2 separate regions of the Sus scrofa genome follow, and region 1 is linked to region 2. A link is a contact called in public Hi-C data. All regions are on one chromosome and are shown on one strand. The core of a region is the stretch at or near the end of the contact, and the rest is flanking DNA. Distances in the headings are between cores, read along the strand shown. Region 1 overlaps TNK2 (activated CDC42 kinase 1). Region 2 has its middle 17 kb from the start of ZDHHC19.

Region 1 (4,195 bases), core at 1,515-4,014, 230 kb after region 2:
TGCCCCCTCGGGTACCCATCCCCCCAAGGCCCACACGCCCTCGTGGTGAGCTGTCTCCAGCCCCCTCAAGTGAGGAGGAGATGGGGCGGTGGCCTGGACCTGCCTCCCCTCCCCGGGTGCCTCCGCGGGAGCCCCTGTCCCCACAAGGCTCAAGGACCCCTAGTCCCCTGGTGCCACCTGGCAGCTCCCCGCTGCCACCCCGGCTCTCAAGCTCACCTGGGAAGACCATGCCCACCACCCAAAGCTTTGCCTCAGACCCCAAGTATGCCACACCCCAGGTGATCCAGGCACCTGGCCCCCGGGCCGGCCCCTGCATCTTACCCATTGTCCGAGATGGCAAGAAGGTCAGCAGCACCCACTACTACCTGCTACCTGAGCGCCCACCCTACCTGGAGCGCTACCAGCGCTTCTTACGTGAGGCCCAGAGCCCTGAAGAGGCAGACCCGATGCCTGTGCCCCTGCTGCTGCCCCCTCCCAGCACCCCAGCCCCTGCTGCCCCCACTGCCACTGTTCGACCAATGCCACAGGCGGCCCCGGACCCCAAGGCCAACTTCTCCACCAACAACAGCAACCCAGGGGCCCGGCCACCAGCCCTGAGGGCCACTGCTCGTCTGCCACAGAGGGTCTGCCCCGGGGAAGGGCCAGAGGCTGGATGCCCAGCAGACAAGATCCAGATGGTGAGTAGTGGGCCTGGCTGCAGGGTGAGGAGGGTCAGGGGCCCAAGGGACCCAGCAGAAGGGGCCTGAGTCGTGTTGACGGTGGGTGGGTGTGCCCAGCTACAGGCCATGGTGCATGGGGTGACCACAGAGGAGTGCCAGGCGGCCTTGCAGAGCCACAGCTGGAGCGTGCAGAGGGCTGCCCAGTATCTGAAGGTACCATACCTCCTGCCTGCTCTGGCTTTCAGGGACCCTGAAGACTGGGTCTGCAGCTCTCCTCCCACTCACCCCCTCCCGACCCCGCTCCCTGGCTCTCCTCGGCCCTGCCCTTGTCTGGCGCCCCGCAGCCCCAGCGTGTCCCATGGCACCACCTTCTGCTCTTCAGGTGGAGCAGCTATTTGGGTTGGGTCTGCGGCCCCGAGGCGAGTGCCACAAAGTGCTGGAGATGTTCGACTGGAACCTGGAGCAGGCGGGCTGTCACCTGCTGGGCTCCTGCGGCTCCGCCCACCACAAGTGAGCAGCCCCACCCTCCACAAGTGAGCCTGCACCTGCCACCTCCTGTCCCTGAGGGTGTCAAGGCCAGAGACTCAGGGGTCCCCAGCCAGGAGGAGGGAGGGGCCTGATCCCAGGATGGGCAGTTCTTTGCAGAAACAGTAATGGTAAAAGGAACTGGAGCCTCTCTTGGGTGCAGGGGCTTGCTTCCTGAGAGCGGCTCCAGTGAGCAGCAGTATAGGTAGGACTCACTGATTTAAACAGAAATGGCTTCCGTCTTCATTTCCTATTTCACTTTAAAATAACAGGGTTCTAATGCCTTTTGAAATGTCTAATTTAAAAAATCCTATTACTTTGCTATAAAAATTCATATATTTATATATAACAAAATATATAATGTAAATAACATATGGAATATAGAATATAAATACATAAAAATGAATGTTTTATCAAGTCAGAAAGTGGTGAAATCCCCCCGGGAGGCACCAGCAGGGTGTGGGCTTTCAGAGTCCTCTGGCGGCAGACAGCCTGAGTTAGGACCAGCCTTCTGCTCCCACGTGGCATCAGCTAATGCTACTTTCCTGATCTCTCAGGGTCCTCATCTGTAAAATGTGTGTAAATGATAGTGCCTACCTCACAGAAGTGGTTAGAGGAGTGAATGAGGGTGGCATCTGACACCACACTGCAAATGTTTGGCCCAAGGGAGACCATCACTGAAGTTAGCCATTATCTCATGGTTATTCTTATGAATCTGCATCAGTAACTACAGATTAGTTACTGCTAACATTGTGCATAATAATTTATAATGTTATTCTCTTATTTTCAGTTTATCAAAGTAAAGAAGGCATTCTAGGATGATAAATTCTAAAATCATTGCCTAGAACCGCCAGTTTTCGATAGAATTTGGCTGGCACTGAGAGGCCCTCTCACACCCAAGATTGTTGCACTATCCCCCTGTTGATGGAGGGCTTTCTGGTTGTTTCCCTCCTTTAGGCGCTGAGATATCTGGAAAGCCAGAGGGTCTCTGCCCTGAAGAAATCACTTGAGCCTGTCCATCTCACAAGGGCAGGGAGATGCCCTGCCTAGGTCTGAAGGACCTGCTGTACCTGCTGCTCCCAGTGGCAGAGTGAGGCTAAGGCAGCAGGAGGCTGGGAACCCTGCCTTGCCTGTCCCTTCCTCACCTGGCGCTGTCCCTACAACCTCAGAGCCCTCAGTGCCCCCCTGCTGAGGTACAAGAAGGAGCCTCTAGAAGGCAGGCCTGGGGGCAGCCTCAGCAGACCCTGCAGCTGACCTGCCTCTGGCTTCAGTCCCTGGTGGGGCCTGTGGCTGGAGTATGTCACCAAGCCCTGCTGGCGAGGACGCCAGGCTTGATCCGGGGCAAGAAGGATGTGTTGGCCACACAGAAAAGTGGGCCAGTACCAGGCCCAGGGCTGGGCCTTTTCCAGGGAGCCCCTGGCAGGCAGAGGGGTTGTCAGACAGAATGTGACTTGTGGCCTAACTATGGACATGGTATGGGATTGGTATGGCTGGTTTTAGGATCTTGTGCCTGGAGATAGCCTGAGGTGGCTCAGGTAACAGAGAAAGGGTGCCAGATCATTCTCTGGCAGGGACCAGGGCCCAAGGCCCCAGGGTTGGAAGGAGACCAAGGGGGCAGCTGCCCCAGAGGGACACCAGTGCTTCCTCTTGACCCAGCTTTTCCCCTGTGCTGTTACATGTTTTCCCACCAGTCTTTGTCGCCAAAGTTGCTGCCCCAGCCATGAATATCTGCTTCTCCCAGAGAAATAAAGTTAGTTTCTATTTTATGTTACTTACTTGTGTCTGCCTGTTTCTTTCCTTCTTGTCCAGTCACCTGAGGCTCCTGGGCTCCCCAGCCCACTGCCATTTGTCCTGGACAGCAGGCTCTGTAGCACCACCTGTATAGACAGAGGGAGGGATTGCATGCCTAGTTTACCGTAAGGGGCTGGCAGAGGGCCTGATGGAGTCATGGACTCAGAATCCCCAGGTTTTCGCTCTGGAGTTTCCCTGAGGCAGGATATACTGCATGACAGAGTACACTAGCACAATTAACTGGAGTTAAGCCATAACATGAAAGGCCTGAATATGTATAAGTATTTTCTTTTTCTAATAATTCATGTGATTCAAAATTCAAAAAGTACCAAAAACTATACAGTGACATTTCCCATTCCAGCTGCTAGCTCCCCTCTCCAGAGGCTGTTTCTCATCAGTTTCTCGTATGTTTCTTATTTTTTTTCATCTACAGTATTCTGTTTATAGTAATTAATTTATTTATTTTTGCTTTATAGGGCCGCACCCACAGCTTATGGAGGGTCGCAGGCGAGGGGTCAAATCGGAGCTACAACTGCCGGCTGCACCACAGCCACAGAAACACAGGATCCAAGCCGCGTCTGCGACGTACATCACAGCTCAGGGCAACGCCAGATCCTTAACCCACTGAGCAAGGCCAGGGATCGAACCCTCAACCTCATCGTTCCTAGTCGGATTCGTTCTACTGTTCCACGACGGGAACTCCACACCTACAGTATTTTGAAGAGCTCTGTAGCCATACTGGAAGATCTTCCCCATTCTTGTTTAGGGTTGCATGGATATGGATGTACTATAACCTATTTAACCAGGCCTCTTTTGATGGATATTTGGTGGTTTCCAGTCCTCTGCAGTTACAGCCATTTCAGCAATAAATGGCAGATGTGGGTTATACTTCATTTGGAAGGCAATCTGAAGGATGAGTTCCCAGAACTGGTGCTCCTGAGTCAGAGTGTGTAGTAATAAGGGATCCTGCCAACTTTCTCCCCATGGAGGAGGCTGTTCCCAGTATCACAGCCACCAGAGTATGTGAGAGCTTTCCACATGGTACCAGAACTTTCTGACTTTTGATAGTCTGACAGGTGGAAAATGGTGTGTCTGTAGTTTTTAATCTGCATCCCTCTAATGAATGAATGAACGTTTTTTTAAAAATGTTGTGCTATTTATATTTCCTTTCTATGAGATACCTATTGATAGCCCTGACCTACTAAAAAGTTAAATTAATA
Region 2 (4,472 bases), core at 1,388-3,887:
GTGTGACTCTGCAGGACCGTGCGTGTGTGTGTTTGTGTGTGTGTGTGTTGGGGTGCAGGTATTGGGAAGGAACCAAGTGAAACTGTGACTCCTCTAGTGACCAGCGTGTGACCCTGGGAATGGAAATAATGGCACCTCCCAGGAAGCTGCCTGAGGATGAAATGAGGTGGTTCATATAAAACACCAGGGACACAGTGGATGCAGCCACTATGACTGTGATTATTTTCCCCACCTCAACCCAGCATCCCTCCAAGGACCACCTTAGAATCACTTGGGCCCCAGACTGCGGCCCAGAATCTCGGGCTGAGGGGAGGGCAGGAATCTGCATCTGAACTATTAAGTGCCCCCTGGGGTCCTGCCACCCCGAAGTTCCAGAACTGCTGCCTTAGGAAGTGAGGGCTGGCACTGACCCCACTGCTTCCCACCCCCCTTGTATCCAGATGAAGTGGGCGTGGTGAAGGGGAGAGGGAAGGACATCCCCTGCTGGTGTGCAGAGTGGTGGGGGGGCACAGGAGCTCATCTGCCCGAGGTGTCAGCCCAGCCGGGGACATGGCTCCGGTCCTTTCTACGTTGAGTCCCCTTTGAGGCCATCCTTCCCTCTTCCTCTCACCCTGTCTGTGGCAGCCTCAGGCCCAGCCTCACCCACCTCTCTGGCTCTGGCTCTGGCTCTTGGGCTCCTGGCCAGCCTCGTTCAACACAGGGGCTCCAATTCTTTCTGAGTCCCAGCATCTTCCCCCATAACAAGCCCCCTTGGGGTTCAAGCCTTTTCTCAGCTTTCTCAGGATTCACCCTGGGTTCTGGGAGGGGGGCAGGCATACTACAGGCAGCCCAGTTCTGGCTTGGTCGTAGATCGATTCCATGGCCACATTTAAAATCCGTAGGGCCCAAGTTTACAAGCCAAGTGGAAGCAGCCTTGCCTTTCCCTGGCTTCTCAGAAATGGCGATGCTCTCCCCCGATCCAACCCCACCCCTCCCCAGCCCCTGCTCTGGCATGTAGGTTCTGGGTCTCTCAGGTTCTTCCCAGCCTGAGATTTCTAGAGTTTCTTTAGGAAAGCCTCTTGGTTCAGGCTGCTCTGCTCTTCAAGGGGTAGGTGGGACCTGGCTCTTGCTTTGATTCCCCTCAACACTCTCTCACCAAAGCCTTGGGCACCCCTCAGAGACTCTTTCCTGCCAGGCTGGAGGCCTCCCACCACCTTCCCTTTTTTTTTTTTTTTTTTTTGCTTTTTAGGGCTGCACTTGCAGCATATGCAAGTTCCCAGGCGAGGTGTTGAATCAGAGCTGCAGCTGCCAGCCTACACTACAGCCACAGCAATGCGGGACCCCCAACCCACTGAGTGAGGTCAGGGATCAGAACCACATCTTCAGGGATCCTAGTTGGATTCATTTCTGCTGCACCACAATGGGCACTCCCCTACTTCCCTTTCTGCCTCCTCATTTCGGCCCAACCTGCCCTTGATTCCCAGGCACACCCCTCCCAGTCCTTGGTCCCCTGATATGGGAAGGGCTGTTATCAAGGCCTGAAAATGGGGCCAGCTCTCCACACACTCTGGAAGCCCTGCTGTCCCTTGGACAGGAGCCAAGGAGTGACCCCAAACCCTCCAGGGCTCCCAGGTGCCCACATGTCTGGACCTCAGCCGCAGCCCATTCCTGGAACCTGATGGAAGGAGAGGGAGCCTGGAGGAGGCAGCCCCACCCCCACCCCATCCTCTCCAGACCTTTCCTTCTAGAAGGTCGGGATGTGTAGGGTGGGAAGAGCATTGGGCTGGGAGTCAGGTGGCCTGGGTGTCACTCAGCTCTGCTATGAGCTAGTGTGCTGTGGGCTCGAGTCTCTTCCCTTTGCTTGGCCGCAGGTCCCTCGTCTGTAAACAGGTTGACCATCATGGCTAGCTCACAGGTGGCCACATGGCTAGCTTACAGGTGGCCACAGCATCCTAACTCTTTAGAGCTGGAAGCGCCTTAGAGGCCACCTTATTCAGCTGCCCCTCCACCCTCAATTTATAGATTTTTCTCAAGAGAGGGAAGGGATTGCCTAGGATGACACGGTGTCCAAGCCAGCTTTCCTCTCCCATTCCTGCTCTGGGAACCATTTCAGAGGAGGAAGGCCTTGGGCAACCACCATAGGGCCCCCCACCCACCCCCACAGAGCCAGGCCATGCATGTCAGCACAGGCCTGGGGACATGATAAAAAGACAGGCTTAACTCTGACTCCAGCTCTGCTGGGAGCGATAATGCCGCCCTGCTGCCTTGTGCTCAGCCCTGCCCTGCCCTGCCCGCCCCACCCAAGGGGGCCCTGCCAGTGGCTCGAGGATGGGGCAAGGCAGGGGCAGATAGGGCAGAGGAGGTAGCTGCAGCATGGGACCAGGGGCCAGAATGCTAACACCTCCCAGAGCACAGGCCCCACCTTGGCTGACTCTCCTGGGCATGTGGGCACAGCACCCAGCACCCAAGTGATGCTCCAGCGATGCCCACATCTGCCGCTAGTTCCTGCACCCAGAGCGCGGTGGAGGGAAGGGGCCAGGCTGAAGGTTTGCAGGCCCATCCCGGGTAATGAACCTTTACTGAGCCCCACCCAGTGGGGCCTGGGCTCTATGGGTCACACAATCTCCTTTAATCCTCACAATAACCCCCCCCCCCACTGAAGTTGTTATTCTCGTCTTAGAGATGAGGAAACCAGAACTGAGAAAACAAGCCGCTTGCCCGAGGTCACCCTGCTTCTAGGCGACAGAGCCAAAACTTTAACCGTTGTCATGACACTGGGCTTCTTAGGCATTTACAGACGATTTCAGCTGAGGGTGGTGGTGGGCTCTGCAGCCAGCCTGCCTGCCTGGGTTCCTGCTGTCCAGTGAGACAAATCGTCACTTCTCCTTGTGCCCTTCTGAGGATTTGTTATGCAGCGCACGTGGAGAGCTTGGCCCAGTGCTGGCACGTGGCAGGTGCTTAACCAAGGGTTGCATTTGTCCCCATAAGAGGATCCCGGGGATGCCAGGGCCCGAACTCTGGGACCTGCTGGGGCCTTCGGGGTGCCAGTCACTGTGGCCACAGCAGTCCCACTCCTGCGTTTTGGGGTTTCCTGGTGGCTGGGCAGCCAAGGGGCAGGGTGCGTCTTCGGAGGGGCCCTGAGCAGTGGAGTTTCACAGAGACGCAAGCAAGTCTGTGTCCCCCAGGCGAGGGGGCCTGGGGGTGAGGGCTGAGCCTGTTCAAGGGAGCAGCAAGATAACCACCCAACGGCTCTGCCCTCCCACGCGGGTGAGGGAGTTTCCTGTTAAGAAAGCACCTTGTCGCGTCTGTTTCTAGGCCTGGCAGTGTCCCAGGCTAAAAGTAGCCAAAGCTGTGATCATCTGAGCCCTGTGAACTGGCCTTGCTTGGAGCCATCCTCTCTCTGTGGCCTCCCTGTGTGTCCCCGTCTGTCTGCGGCTGTCTCTGCCTCACCTGCTCCCCCCTTTCCTCTCGGTCTCCCCTCTCGCTTGTTCCTCCGCCTCTTCTTCCTCATTGCAGCGTCTTCCATGCTCTGCTTTGCTCACTCGCCCCGGCCCTCTCGGCCCATCCCTCATCACCTTCCCCGGACCACAGCTTCCAGGAACACCAAGTAGACTGTCTGACAGCTTTCAAGTAATAACTTTCAACTGTGATTCTTGGAAGCCCTTGGGCCTGGGCATGGAACCTTCTAGAACTCTGGGCCAGGACAGAGGCAGGGCTGGCACAGGCTGCCTTTGTCTGTCTCTGACCGGGGCTTCCCCCTCTGCGCCAGGCACACGCTTTTCCCCAGCTGCTTCGGGTCGGGACAGTTTTGCTGCTGAAATTGGAAATTCCCACACTGAATATCTAGCTTATTTCTCAGTGAGAAGAGCATCAAGGCACAGATGCTGGGGGAGAGGTTCGGCTGGGCTTGTCTCCAGGGTCAGGTAGCCAAGGAGAGGCCAGGCAGGCTGGGTCCTCAGCCTCCTGCTTCTCGGCCCTTTCCACCCCACGGTGAGGCGCCAGGTGGATCGGAGGCCTGGGCTGGAGCAGGGAGTGCACTCTTTCTTCTCCTGGAGGCCTGGGAACTTGGCTTCCGTGGGCAAAATCACAAAAGTGATGACAATACCAGGACTGGTTTGAATGCTAACTGTGGGCTAAGTGCTGGGCTTTTATTATCTCATTTATACTTATTTGAGGGTGGGGGGCTGCGCCCTTGGCATACGGAGTTCCTGGACAGGGATCAGATCTGATACACGGTTGCGACCTATGCTGCAGCTGCAGCAATGCCGGATTCTTAACCCACTGTGCCGGGCCAGGGATCGAACCTGCGTCCCGGTGCTCCAGAAACGCTGCCGATTCCATTTTGCCACAACAGGAAATCCCTTGTCTTATCTCATTTAATCTTCAAAATGGTTTGCGGGGAAGGTGCTGCTCTTACTTTTGTGGACGTGCCCTTAGACAGCCCTCCAGCCTTCATCTCCCTCTCTGCAACGACCAAGTTTTCCAGAGGGTCC

Evidence for each region. A called contact is a pair of places that touch in the nucleus more often than the background predicts.
Region 1: a Hi-C map of skeletal muscle shows a contact between it and region 2, with 5 times the contacts expected there. The contact joins two enhancer-like sites. A contact is called at or near these places in 10 of 47 Hi-C or Micro-C datasets (blood, embryonic fibroblasts, fetal heart ventricle and 6 more) and 2 of 2 datasets of contacts at active chromatin or transcription factors (alveolar macrophages and skeletal muscle).

The regions. Positions count from the first base shown.
Region 1 is chr13:134,121,872-134,126,066 of Sscrofa11.1, forward strand. TNK2 (activated CDC42 kinase 1) reads left to right here. Exons shown (of 13, transcript XM_021070192.1): 12 at 1-677; 13 at 2,142-2,955. The coding sequence ends at 2,234. LOC100155748 (a long non-coding RNA gene) reads right to left here. Exons shown (of 3, transcript XR_002337860.1): 3 at 2,950-3,061. Among named protein-coding and RNA genes, the nearest start is that of TNK2, 42 kb to the left of the region's middle. Within about 2 kb of position 2,765, at least 1 of the 83 cell types and tissues checked has an H3K27ac peak or open chromatin away from gene starts, as enhancers often do. A contact at or near this core is called in skeletal muscle, where this site is marked.
Region 2 is chr13:133,887,449-133,891,920 of Sscrofa11.1, forward strand. No RefSeq gene overlaps it. Among named protein-coding and RNA genes, the nearest start is that of ZDHHC19, 17 kb to the left of the region's middle. Within about 2 kb of position 2,638, at least 26 of the 83 cell types and tissues checked have an H3K27ac peak or open chromatin away from gene starts, as enhancers often do. A contact at or near this core is called in skeletal muscle, where this site is marked.